Linked DNA regions of Callithrix jacchus: region 1 is linked to region 2. Evidence: chromatin contacts called from public Hi-C data. All regions are on one chromosome and are shown on one strand. The core of a region is the stretch at or near the end of the contact, and the rest is flanking DNA. Distances in the headings are between cores, read along the strand shown.

What was found. Hi-C and Micro-C count contacts between places; a contact is called where the count stands out from the background.
Region 1: a Hi-C map of skeletal muscle shows a contact between it and region 2, with 2.8 times the contacts expected there. The contact joins the promoter of PDCD5 here to the promoter of ZNF507 in region 2. A contact is called at or near these places in 2 of 3 Hi-C or Micro-C datasets (both in skeletal muscle).

What each region holds. Positions count from the first base shown.
Region 1 is chr22:29,521,871-29,526,750 of calJac240_pri, forward strand. PDCD5 (programmed cell death 5) reads left to right here and starts at 1,762. Exons shown (of 5, transcript XM_017967839.4): 1 at 1,762-1,900; 2 at 2,737-2,774. The coding sequence starts at 1,835.
Region 2 is chr22:29,328,495-29,334,035 of calJac240_pri, forward strand. ZNF507 (zinc finger protein 507) reads left to right here and starts at 1,931. Exons shown (of 7, transcript XM_002761977.6): 1 at 1,931-2,095; 2 at 3,533-3,626.

The DNA of each region.
Region 1 (4,880 bases), core at 512-3,011, 190 kb after region 2:
CCATAATAGCCAAAAGGTGGAAGCAACCTAAGTGTCCATTGACAGATGAAGGGATAAACAAAATGTGATAGGTATATCCACACAATGAAATGTATTCAGCCTTAAGAGGGAAGGAAATTCTGACACATGCTACAACACGGATGAACCTTGAAGACATATGCTAGGTGAAATAAGCCAGTCGCAAAAGGACAAATAGTGTATGATTCCACATATACAAGGTACCTAGAATAGGCAAATTCATAGAAACTAGAATGAGGATAGATGGAGACTGATTATTACTCTCAGGCCCCTCCCACCTCCACCCATTCCCATGGGAGGCCCCTTGAACCAACCTAAATCTTTACTGGGTAGAGTTCCAGTTCAGGATGATGAAAAAGTTGTAGCGATTGATGGTGGGCACAGTTGTTCACGCCTGTAATCCCAGCACTTTGGGAGGCCGAGGCAGGCGGATCATTTTAGGTCAGAAGTTCGAGACCAGCTTGACCAACATGGTGAAACCCCATCTCTACTATAAAGTATAAAATTAGCCAGGAGTTGTGGCGCACGTCTGTAGTCCCAGCTACCTGTGGGACTGAGGCAGGAGAATGGCTTGAGGCCGGGAGGTGGAGGTTGCAGTGACCCAAGATTGATAGTGACAACTGCATAGTAATTTCAATGTATTTCATACATATGAAAATGGTGAAAAGGGTAAATTTTATATCATGTATATTTTGTCACAATTAAAATACACAGGCCAGGTGTGGTGGCTTATGCCTGTATACTATAACTTTGGGAGGCCGAGGCAAAAGGATTGCTTGAGCTCAGGAGTTAAGAGTCCAGCCTGGGCAACATAGGGAGATCCCATCTTTATTTTTTAATGTAAAAAATAAAATAACACACACATAAACAGAATCTGTATGAGTCACACGTTTAGGTAACTGAATATCCTCTCTGTCCCCAACCCCCACAAGCCAAAGGCAGAAGGGCTTTATTCCACCAAAGAGTTACACCAGCCACAGCTGCTCACTGCAGCATCCTCCTAGGAAAAGCCCTTTTGTGTGTGGAGGAGGCAGATGGCGAAGGTCTGTGCACATATTTTATTTTAGAGACAGGGTCTGGCTCTGTCTCCCAGGCTGGCGTGCAGTGAAGCGATCACGGCTCACTGCAGCCTCGAACTACCGGGCTCCAGCGATCCTCCTGACTCAGCCTCCTGAGTAGCTGGGACTACAGGTGCACACCACCACGCCCACTAGTTTTTTAATTTTTAGTAGAGTTAGGCTCTTGCCATATTGCTCAGGCTGGTCTCAAACTCCTGGCCTCAAATAATCCTGCCGCCTACCGAAGCGCCAGCACCACAGGCGGGAGCCACGGGCCAACCTCTGTGCACCGAGGAGGCACGCAGCCACCGCCACGATCCAGCTTTAGGACATTTCCATCACCCCACTCAGCCTTCCTGTGCCCCTGGTTCCTCATCTATAAATAGAGATAATAAGTGCCTAGCCCTCTAGGCCGCCAGCACATTGTACCCATAATTAGGCTTGATGCCACATTTTTCGGCTATTAACCTTTCCAAAGCGGAGCCCCGCCCCAGCGCAGCCCGCGTCACCGTACGCAGAGGCGCAGATCACGGTTGGGAGGTGTATCCCGGAGGCCCCGCCTCCCCCGCGCGCCCGCGCTCGGCCGCCTGAGATCTGGGAATCGGGCCTCTCTCGGCACCCTGGCAACGGCACGGGGCGTTGCTCCGGGCTGGATTGGTGACGCCTGGGCCCCTCTGGCGCCTGCGCAGTGGTCAGAGCCGCGCTCGCGCCGAGGTTCTGCTGTGTGACCGCGGCTGCTCCACCGCGGACGCCGAGCCATGGCGGAAGAGGAGCTGGAGGCGCTGAGGAGGCAGAGGCTGGCTGAGCTACAGGCCAAGCACGGGGTGAGCCCGCCGGCTCCCGCCAGGCACTGCCCCCGCGGGGCGCTGCCCTCGCCCGGGGTGGAGGGCGCGGCTCCGGGGCGGTGGCTCTGGGCGCCTCCCCAGGGACCCGGGTCCCGGACGCTACCCTGGCGGGCTCCGAGGGGGCCTCGCCGCTTTCCCCGTCGCGAGGAGCCTGAGAGGCCGGCAGCGGGGGCCGCCACGTGCGGGACCTGCACGGGCGTGAGGGTGTGGGGTTTCCTGGCCCGGAGCAGGCTCGTCGTGCCCGGCCGGAATCCAAGCACAGTCTCTGCTTTTGGAGCCAGCAGCAGCCGGGCCGAATTCAGTTGTTCTGACCCAAGTTTAGCCGAGAGGCGATGAGGGTCGCTTGTGTTCCCGGTGCTGAGAGCGCGGCGGGGTCTGAGGAACGCTCGTCCCGCCAGGATGACAGGCCGGGAGGGGCCGCCCGGTGAGGCGTTTCTGATAAAGAAAGGGACGGGGACTTTAGGGACCGAGGGCTTGGTCTCGCAGGACGCGTCTTTGAATTATCGGCGGCCCTAATATCGAGGCCCATTTTATTTTCCAGAAATTATTTCTACACGTAAAACACGGTTTCGCAATTCAGGGAATTCCTCTCCCCGGGGTGCCCTGTATTCTAAAGCGTTCTGTGAGACTGTGATTTTAGACGCTCGTCAAAACATTCTAAGTGGGAACTACTAGTTCATTGATTTCTGTGAGGCCCAGTTTCTTAATTATTTGGGGAGTTTCTACCACTGCAAGAGACTAACGTATCGGAAACAACTCAACCGTTCCTTCCCCACCCCCTGTGAAATTTCTCTATTAATTTTTTTTTTCCCCAGGATCCTGGCGATGCGGCCCAGCAGGAAGCAAAGCACAGGTATGGGCTGGAAACCTGAACTTTTTGAAAGTGGTTTCAACAAATGGGTTTCTTTTGCGTTCGCTGTTTTAAAACAGGTGACTCTTTTTGTTTTGGCTGGAATGGTGATTTGGCCAAAATCATTCGCAGGGTATCTTCGTTATTGTTAGTTAAGTAAACACGTGTGCAGCGCCACATCACAGCTTGTATTGCGATTACTGGTTGATGTTTCTCTACTAAACTGTGAGTACCTTAAAGTGAGCCTGATAATAGGCAGCTTGGCAGTTTCCTCGATTGTGGGAGTGACATGAGTCTAGTGCCTCACTTAGCCTGCCTCACTATTCTGTTTTACCCCAACACAGGGCGGAGCACCTGAGAGAGATGCAGGTAATTGATTCGGTGGCAGGTTTATTGAATGAGTATGTGATTACCCTATCATGCTACCATTTTTTTAATTGTTGAAATAAAATTTCACCGTCTCAGCCATTTTTAAGTGTGCTCTTCAGTGTTCACACTCTAGAATGTTTTCATCTTGCAGAACTGAAACTGTAGCTACAGGACAATTCTCCATTTCCCCTTCCCCACCTCCTACCACCTTCTAACTGCTCTCTGGCAGATATTGAGAGTGCACCTGCTATGGGCCAGGCACAGTGCTGGGTCTGCAGAAATAGGCAAGGCAAGGGAGGGTTCAGGAGAAGGCAGATGGTAAGAAGCATCTGGAGTAGTGATTGGAAGGAAGTACAACGACCTGAATTTCAATGATTCTACTGTGTACATCTTTTCATTTTCATGTATCTGAAATCAGGATGCCTTTCATAATGAATCGCTCTTGCCCCAGATTCTTCCAGCGGGGATTTACTTTTGCCTCTGCCATCACTTGAGTACATTTCGAATCTGAGACCACTGAAAGTTAAATTCTCTGCTTGAGGTTTTTTCCTGCCTCCTCCCTAGTAGTGTGAATTCAGAAAGCAACCCTGTAAGACTGAACTTTTTTTTTTTTTTTCTTTCCGTCAGGACCAGATGCATGCAAGCTTTTGTACTGCCCCTTACTGTGTGGCAGATTTATTTCTTCTTTACCTTGTACTGAGAGTGTTGCTCTTTGATACCCCAGTGGTGGAATCAGAACTCACTGGCTCAAGCCTGTAATCCCAGCACTTTGGGAGGCCGAGGCGGGTGGATCACAAGGTCAAGAGATCGAGACCATCCTGGTCAACATGGTGAAGCCCCATCTCTACTAAAAATACAAAAAATTAGCTGGGCATGGTGGCGCGTGTCTGTAATCCCAGCTACTCAGGAGGCTGAGGCAGGAGAATTGCCTGAACCCAGGAGGCGGAGCTTGCGGTGAGCCAAGATTGCGCCATTGCACTCCAACCTGGGTAAGGAGCGAAACTCCGTCTCAGAAAAGAAAAAAAAAGAACTCACTGAAACCTCAGACTCCTCCTGGGCTCAAGTGATTCTCCCACCTCAACTTTCTAAGTAGCTGAGACTACAGGCGCGCACCACCATGCCTGGCTAATTGTTTTAAACTGCTCTTTTAGAGATGGGCGTCTCACGATATCACCCAGGCTGGTCTCAAACTCCTGGCTTCAAGTGATCCTCCCGCCTCAGCCTCCTAAGATACCCCAGTTTTGAGTGAAGGTCCCTACCAGACCTCTCATTTATAGTTTTTTTTTTTTAAGAGATATAGAAAACTGTGGTGCATCTTACAATTGATGGCATCTTAGGGTTATGTGATAATAGTTTGTGGCAGGTCAGGTGCAGTGACTGAAGCCTGTAGACCCAGCTACTTAGGAGGCCAAGGTGAAAGGATCACTTGAACACAGGAATTTGAGTTGATCCTAGCTGCAGTGAGCTGTGATTGCACCACTGCATTTCTGCATGAACAACAGAGTGAGATCCTCATCTTTTTTTTTTTTGAGAGATGGAGTCTTGCTCTGTCACCCAGGCTGGAGTGCAGTGGTGCAGTCTTGGTTCATTGCAACCTCCACCTCTGAGGTTCAAGCGATTCTCCTGCCTCAGCTTCCCGAGTAGCTGGGATTATAGGTGAACAGGCGCTCACCACCACGCCCAGCTAATTTTTGTATTTTTAGTAGAGACAGGGTTTCACCATGTTGGCCAGGCTGGTCT
Region 2 (5,541 bases), core at 681-3,180:
TCATATTTACTGAAGCACTATTGACAATTGCAAAGACATGTAATCAACCAAAGTGCCTAACAACCGTAAAATGGATAAAGAAAATGCACTACATAGCCAGGTGCAGTGGCTCACACCTGTAATCCCAGCACTTTGGGAGGCCAAGGCAGGTGAATCACTTGAGGTCAGGAGTTCGAGACCAGCCTAACCAACATTAGAAACCTAACCAACATAGAGAAAAGAATTAGCTGGGCATGGTGGTAAATGCCTGTAATCCCAAGTACTCAAGAGGCTGAGGCAGGAGAATTGCTTGAATCTGGGAGGTGGAGGTTGCAGTGAGCCGAGATCGATCATGCCATTGCACTCCAGCCTGGGCAACAAGACTGAAATTCTGGCTCAAAAAAAAAAAAGAAAGAAAGAAAAGGGAAGGGGAAGGGAGGAAGGGAGAAGGGGAGAGGAGGGGAGGGGAGGGGAAGCTAGGATTGTTTGTGCCAATAGCCCATATTTCTTGTTTGTTCTCCCTTTGAACACTTTGTATTTCTGATTTTCCTTGATTGTTTTTCCTTCCATCCTTCTAAGTTAGCCTCCTGCTCAATCTCTCACCTTTCATTGAAACAAAATTACTCAACATTTTATTTTTACTTCTTCATAGCTATTTGGTATAATTGGAATAGCAGAATTATAACTTTGCTGCTGGGCATGGTGGCTAACGCCTGTAATCCCAGCACTCTGGGAGGCCAAGGTGGGCAGATCACTTGAGGTCAGGAGTTCGAGACCAGTCTGGCCAATGTGGTGAAACCCTGTCTCTACTACAAATACAAAAATTAGCCGGACATGGTGGCGTATCCCTGTAATCCCAGCTCCTGGGGAGGCTGAGGCAGGAGAATAGCTTGAACCCAAAAGGTGGAGATTGCAATGAGCCAAGATGGTCCCTCTGCACCCCAGCCTGGGTGACAGAGTGAGGCTCCAACTCAAAAAAAAATCTAATTTTGCTGGTTTCCTAAATTCAGATGAATTCGTACCCTAATATACAGTAACAGGAATTATCAGCCTGTCTGATTCTAAATTTTGTTGGATCTTCCTCCCAGGACAGTGGACAGCCCAGCCAGCTGTAGAAGCCTCTCAAAGATCTGGAGTAGAGGTGTCTCACCACATTCCATTACAATGACCAGAACCTTCAGTTTTACTCCCTTGCTCATCTCTGCAGCCCACCCGCTGAGTCCAGACCAGAGCACCATGCTGCATAGCTCCTAATATAGCAAAACTATTCAGCATTTTTGGTGAACTTGGCTGTAATGGTTCACCTAGTCCCTTTTTCACTGTTAGCCGGCAAAACACCCTGGAATCTTTCTTTCATAAAACAGATCCCAATGACAAACACTGTCGTGCCCTCGGAGGTTTGAGGTTGTGTAACTGGGTCTGATCCTACTAACCTGCAAATTCTGAATCTCTCAAGCAACAAGATTTCCCAGAGTCAACTCTGGCCCTTAACAGGAACCACTTAAAGCCAAGCCGTGAGCCTGGCTAGGACCGCTACATTTTAGCCAAGAACACCTCAAAATGTACAGCCCTACCAAAAGAACTAATACAAATTCAGAAGCCAGGCTAAAGAAAGAAAGGAAAAAAAAAGTCAATGTCCTTTGTTAAAAGCCAATTGCGGAGTGGGGTGATGAAGCTAGCCCACAGCGGATTTAGGTGACGTGGGAGATGCCAAAGTGAATACACGGTGACTTCTAAACCTAGACGTCTGAAAGGGGCCGTGAGGGCCAGGCAACTGGGCCCAAACCCCGCCGGGAGCCGGGGTTTGCAAGAGGATAAACCCGCTAGAGAGCCCCACTCCCGCAGGTCCGGCCCAGCCGGCCCGGAATGCCCGTGGGCGGAGCCTGAGCCTCGCCCCGCCCCTGCTGCCCGCCATTCGGGTCACCTGACCCACTCGCGGCTCACGTGATCTGTCCCCAGCGCCGCCATTTTGGAGCTCCGGATGAGGAGGGGGAAAGCGGGGGAAAAGAGGGAAAAGAGCCGGGAGAGAGGTGGGCAAGAACAAGGGCGAGGGCACGGCCGGGTCCTGGCTGGCCAAAGGAGGCTCGCGGAAGCAGCAGCCACCGCCTGACCGCAGGTACCGCGTCCCGGGGCCGCCCCTCCGCCCGCTGTTAGCGCCGCCGCCAGCCATGTGCATCCTCCCCTCAGGCCTCTGCCGGCGCTCGCTTCCTCCTCTGCTGGCCGACCCCCGCCCGGTGCTAGCCACATGCCCCAAGTTCCGTGTCCCAATTCTGTCGTCTGTGCAGCAAGGCCTGCGGAGACCCCGGGCTTGCCCTGCAGCTGGGGGTGGGGGAACCTGCTGCTCCGCGCATACTGTCACCAGCCCCGTGCGCCCGCAGGCCCGCCCGCAGGCGTTGCTTCCTTCTTCCGACTTGAGATCGCTTAGACCGGCGGGGCTGGAGTCAGCCACGCTGTTCTCACAGTATCTTTTGATTTATTTTCCAAGCCCCCTCATTCCCCATCATCTTAGTCCTTTAGCCAATGCGTGGTATAGAAAAAGCTAATAGAGAAACGCAGTGCTGGTCTTCTGCATTTACTACCATCCTCTTCAATAGAATCTCCAGAGATCAAGGAGACCACTGGGGAAAGTTCCCACCTCTTAAGACCTGGGGGCACCGAATGAATGGTTTGTTAGAAGGCTGGGGTGATTAATAAGGTGGAGGCTACTTTCCCAGCCCCAAGGCGGTCTTTTTAAGTTTTTGCAGTGGGCTGTAATTTGCTGTCAGTCTGCATCGCTCTTATCAGGCAGTTATTGGATTTATCACCTCTTTTGAGTTTGCACTTTCTCCAGTACTCCGCTGTCACTCAGTGTATGGGTTGCGTTATCGATTAAAAGAAAGCCTGGCCCTTCATTCCTTTACCTCACTAACTCGTTAAAATTAACTTCAGGGGAGGCCTAAAGATGTTTTTTCTGCCCTGACGGTGAACTATTTTATTTAACCGTGATCGATAAGATAGTTGCATTCTAGGTGAAACGAATAAGCATTTTTTATCTTTTAGATTTATTCTAGGCAGTGTAAGAAACAGTGGCAAAGAAATGTAGGACCAGAGTAGGAAACTGCATTAGAAGATATATAGGTCACACCACCGGGTCATGTCTTTTTATGCTGCTCTTCTGCCTACTGTGCTTGCAAAATTTGCAGAATCACTCGTTAGATTTTATATTTAGTTTAGATTAAAATAGCTATGTACAATTATTGTTGCATTCTCATTAGAAAATGATGTCAGTAAAACCAATAGTGTTGGGTCCAGTACGTAAATTCTGAGGTAAAACAAAATATACAATTATTGGGAGAAGTTTCCAGAGCTAATTTTTCCTAACTTCTGCAAAATCCTCAAGTCTGCTTGTTAAATTATTTAAATTTGCATTATGTAATGAGATTGCATGAACATTCCTCTGAATTTCTTTTTATATGGAATACTGAGAAATTTTTCGCTGCCAAAGAAATTCATTACTTTGTTTCACCAAGAAAGAGAAATGTTTGATACTATATACTTTCGTTCTTGGTCACAGCTGGATTTTGAAGATTGATCCAAGGGACTGTATTAATTTCAGGAATTGATTTGAAAGACACTGGCTCTGCCACTTAACAGCCATGTAACCTTGGGTAAGTCACTTAAACCACACCGAGTGTTTCCTTATTTATGAGACTGTATAACACCCACGTAGCCTGTCCCAAAGAGTTATGAGGATCAGATACCACTAACATGTTTGATACAGCCTAGCTGTAAGGAGCTGTTATTCTTTTCAGTATTGATACTTTATACCTTTTTGTTCTCATTGAGAATGCAAAGGAGAATTGGTACTTTAGAGAAAGCATGGTTTTAGAATCAGATTGGCCTGGATTCCTGTTCTTAAACCAGTTACCACTTTATGAGTCTCAGGTTCCTCATCTGCAAAAAAAACAAACCAAAAAAAACCACACCATCATTTGAATATTACACAAACTCTACATAGGCATTACTCCCTAGACTTGCACCTCATGGGCGAGGATTTCCTCAGTCATTTTTGTAGTCTCCAGCACCCTGGTTGGCACATTATAGGTGCTCAATAAATGATAGTAAATCTGAATATTGGTTAATGTTAGTTAGACCTTATGTCTTCATTGCAGCTGCCAAATTAGAATGTTCTTTCAGGCTATGTGCCAATTAAGAAACTCCAGACTATGAAACTCATATACTTGTGATATTTATACTCATTTTTTTCTTAGTGGTAATTAATAATTACCTTGAACTCAGAAGATTTTAAATCAAATTAACTATAGCCAATATAGTGAGGTAAATCTTTAAATAATGTGCAAGCAGCTTCCATGTAACTTTATAGACAGTTTATAATTCAGGGACCTGAAAGTTCATCTAGCTTCACTGGCTTGTTTTACATCTAAGCAATCTAAAATTCAGAGACAGTGACTTGCCTAAGGTCACACAGCTAATTGAGGGCACTTTAGGGGAGGGACCCTTGAGCTTTTATCACCTGCCTTTTGGCTGGAGCAAAATAAATGTGTCATATTTTAGAATTACGATAATCTGGAAGAATGGGGAATTTAGTGGCCATTACTTCTATAGCACATTTTTTTTTTCCAGTTTTGGTATAGCACAAAATTTTGGAAAAAAACAAATTCTTATTCTGAAAGAGAAGGTTCTTTTGTATCATATGGTACTGTCTTTATATATACACAGAAAATTATAGCCTTTTCTCCAGGCCCACATGAATTGTTCAACTTGATTTTCCTCATGATAACCATACTGCTGTAACTGTAAGGAACTAATTAGATACCCAGATAAACCAAATAGCAAATTATAAGGAAATAAAGACAACTGAAATAATTTGGCTCTTAACTTTTGGTGACAAAGATATTAATTAGAAGCGTTTGTCTGTGGAACACTGTTGTCAAGGAAAGATTTGAGAGACTTGGTAGAAAGGGTTATGGAACTTTTCTGGTTTGGGATACAACTTTTGTTTATTATTTGTAACAGTTTAATATATTTACCGTAACATTGTTATGTCTAAGAATTCCAAACAGGAAATCTCCTGTTTTGCTAATGCCTGTAGTCTTCTTTCCTCCTAGCGAACTTTCCTATTCAGCCATATTGATCTTTTCACTCACCCCTAGATAGCATGCTTATTCTCACTTCTAAAAATATAGTAATGTCATGGCTGCTTTTCTTGTCACTGCTACCCTTGTGGCAACTTCTATCAGCAGTATTCCAAGGAAGCAAATGGCATGCTGAAATGAGGATAATTCAAGGAAAGTGTATTTACAAATATCTTAATAATAAAGGTGTTGGACTTAAATAAGCAAACCACAGCAGAATGCAGCTATCTGGAGCTAGCCGCATCAGGAGAGGGAGAGGTATCAGAATCAGAAGAAGGCTCTTGTAGAGCAACCTGCCTGGAGAGAAATAACCTTCTGTTGAGAAACACGGCCAATCCACGGTGACCTAGAGATTGTGAACCAGGACAATGAATATTCTGATCTCACTCTGCTATCTCCCTCTGATCTGTCTTCATTGGCTGACCTC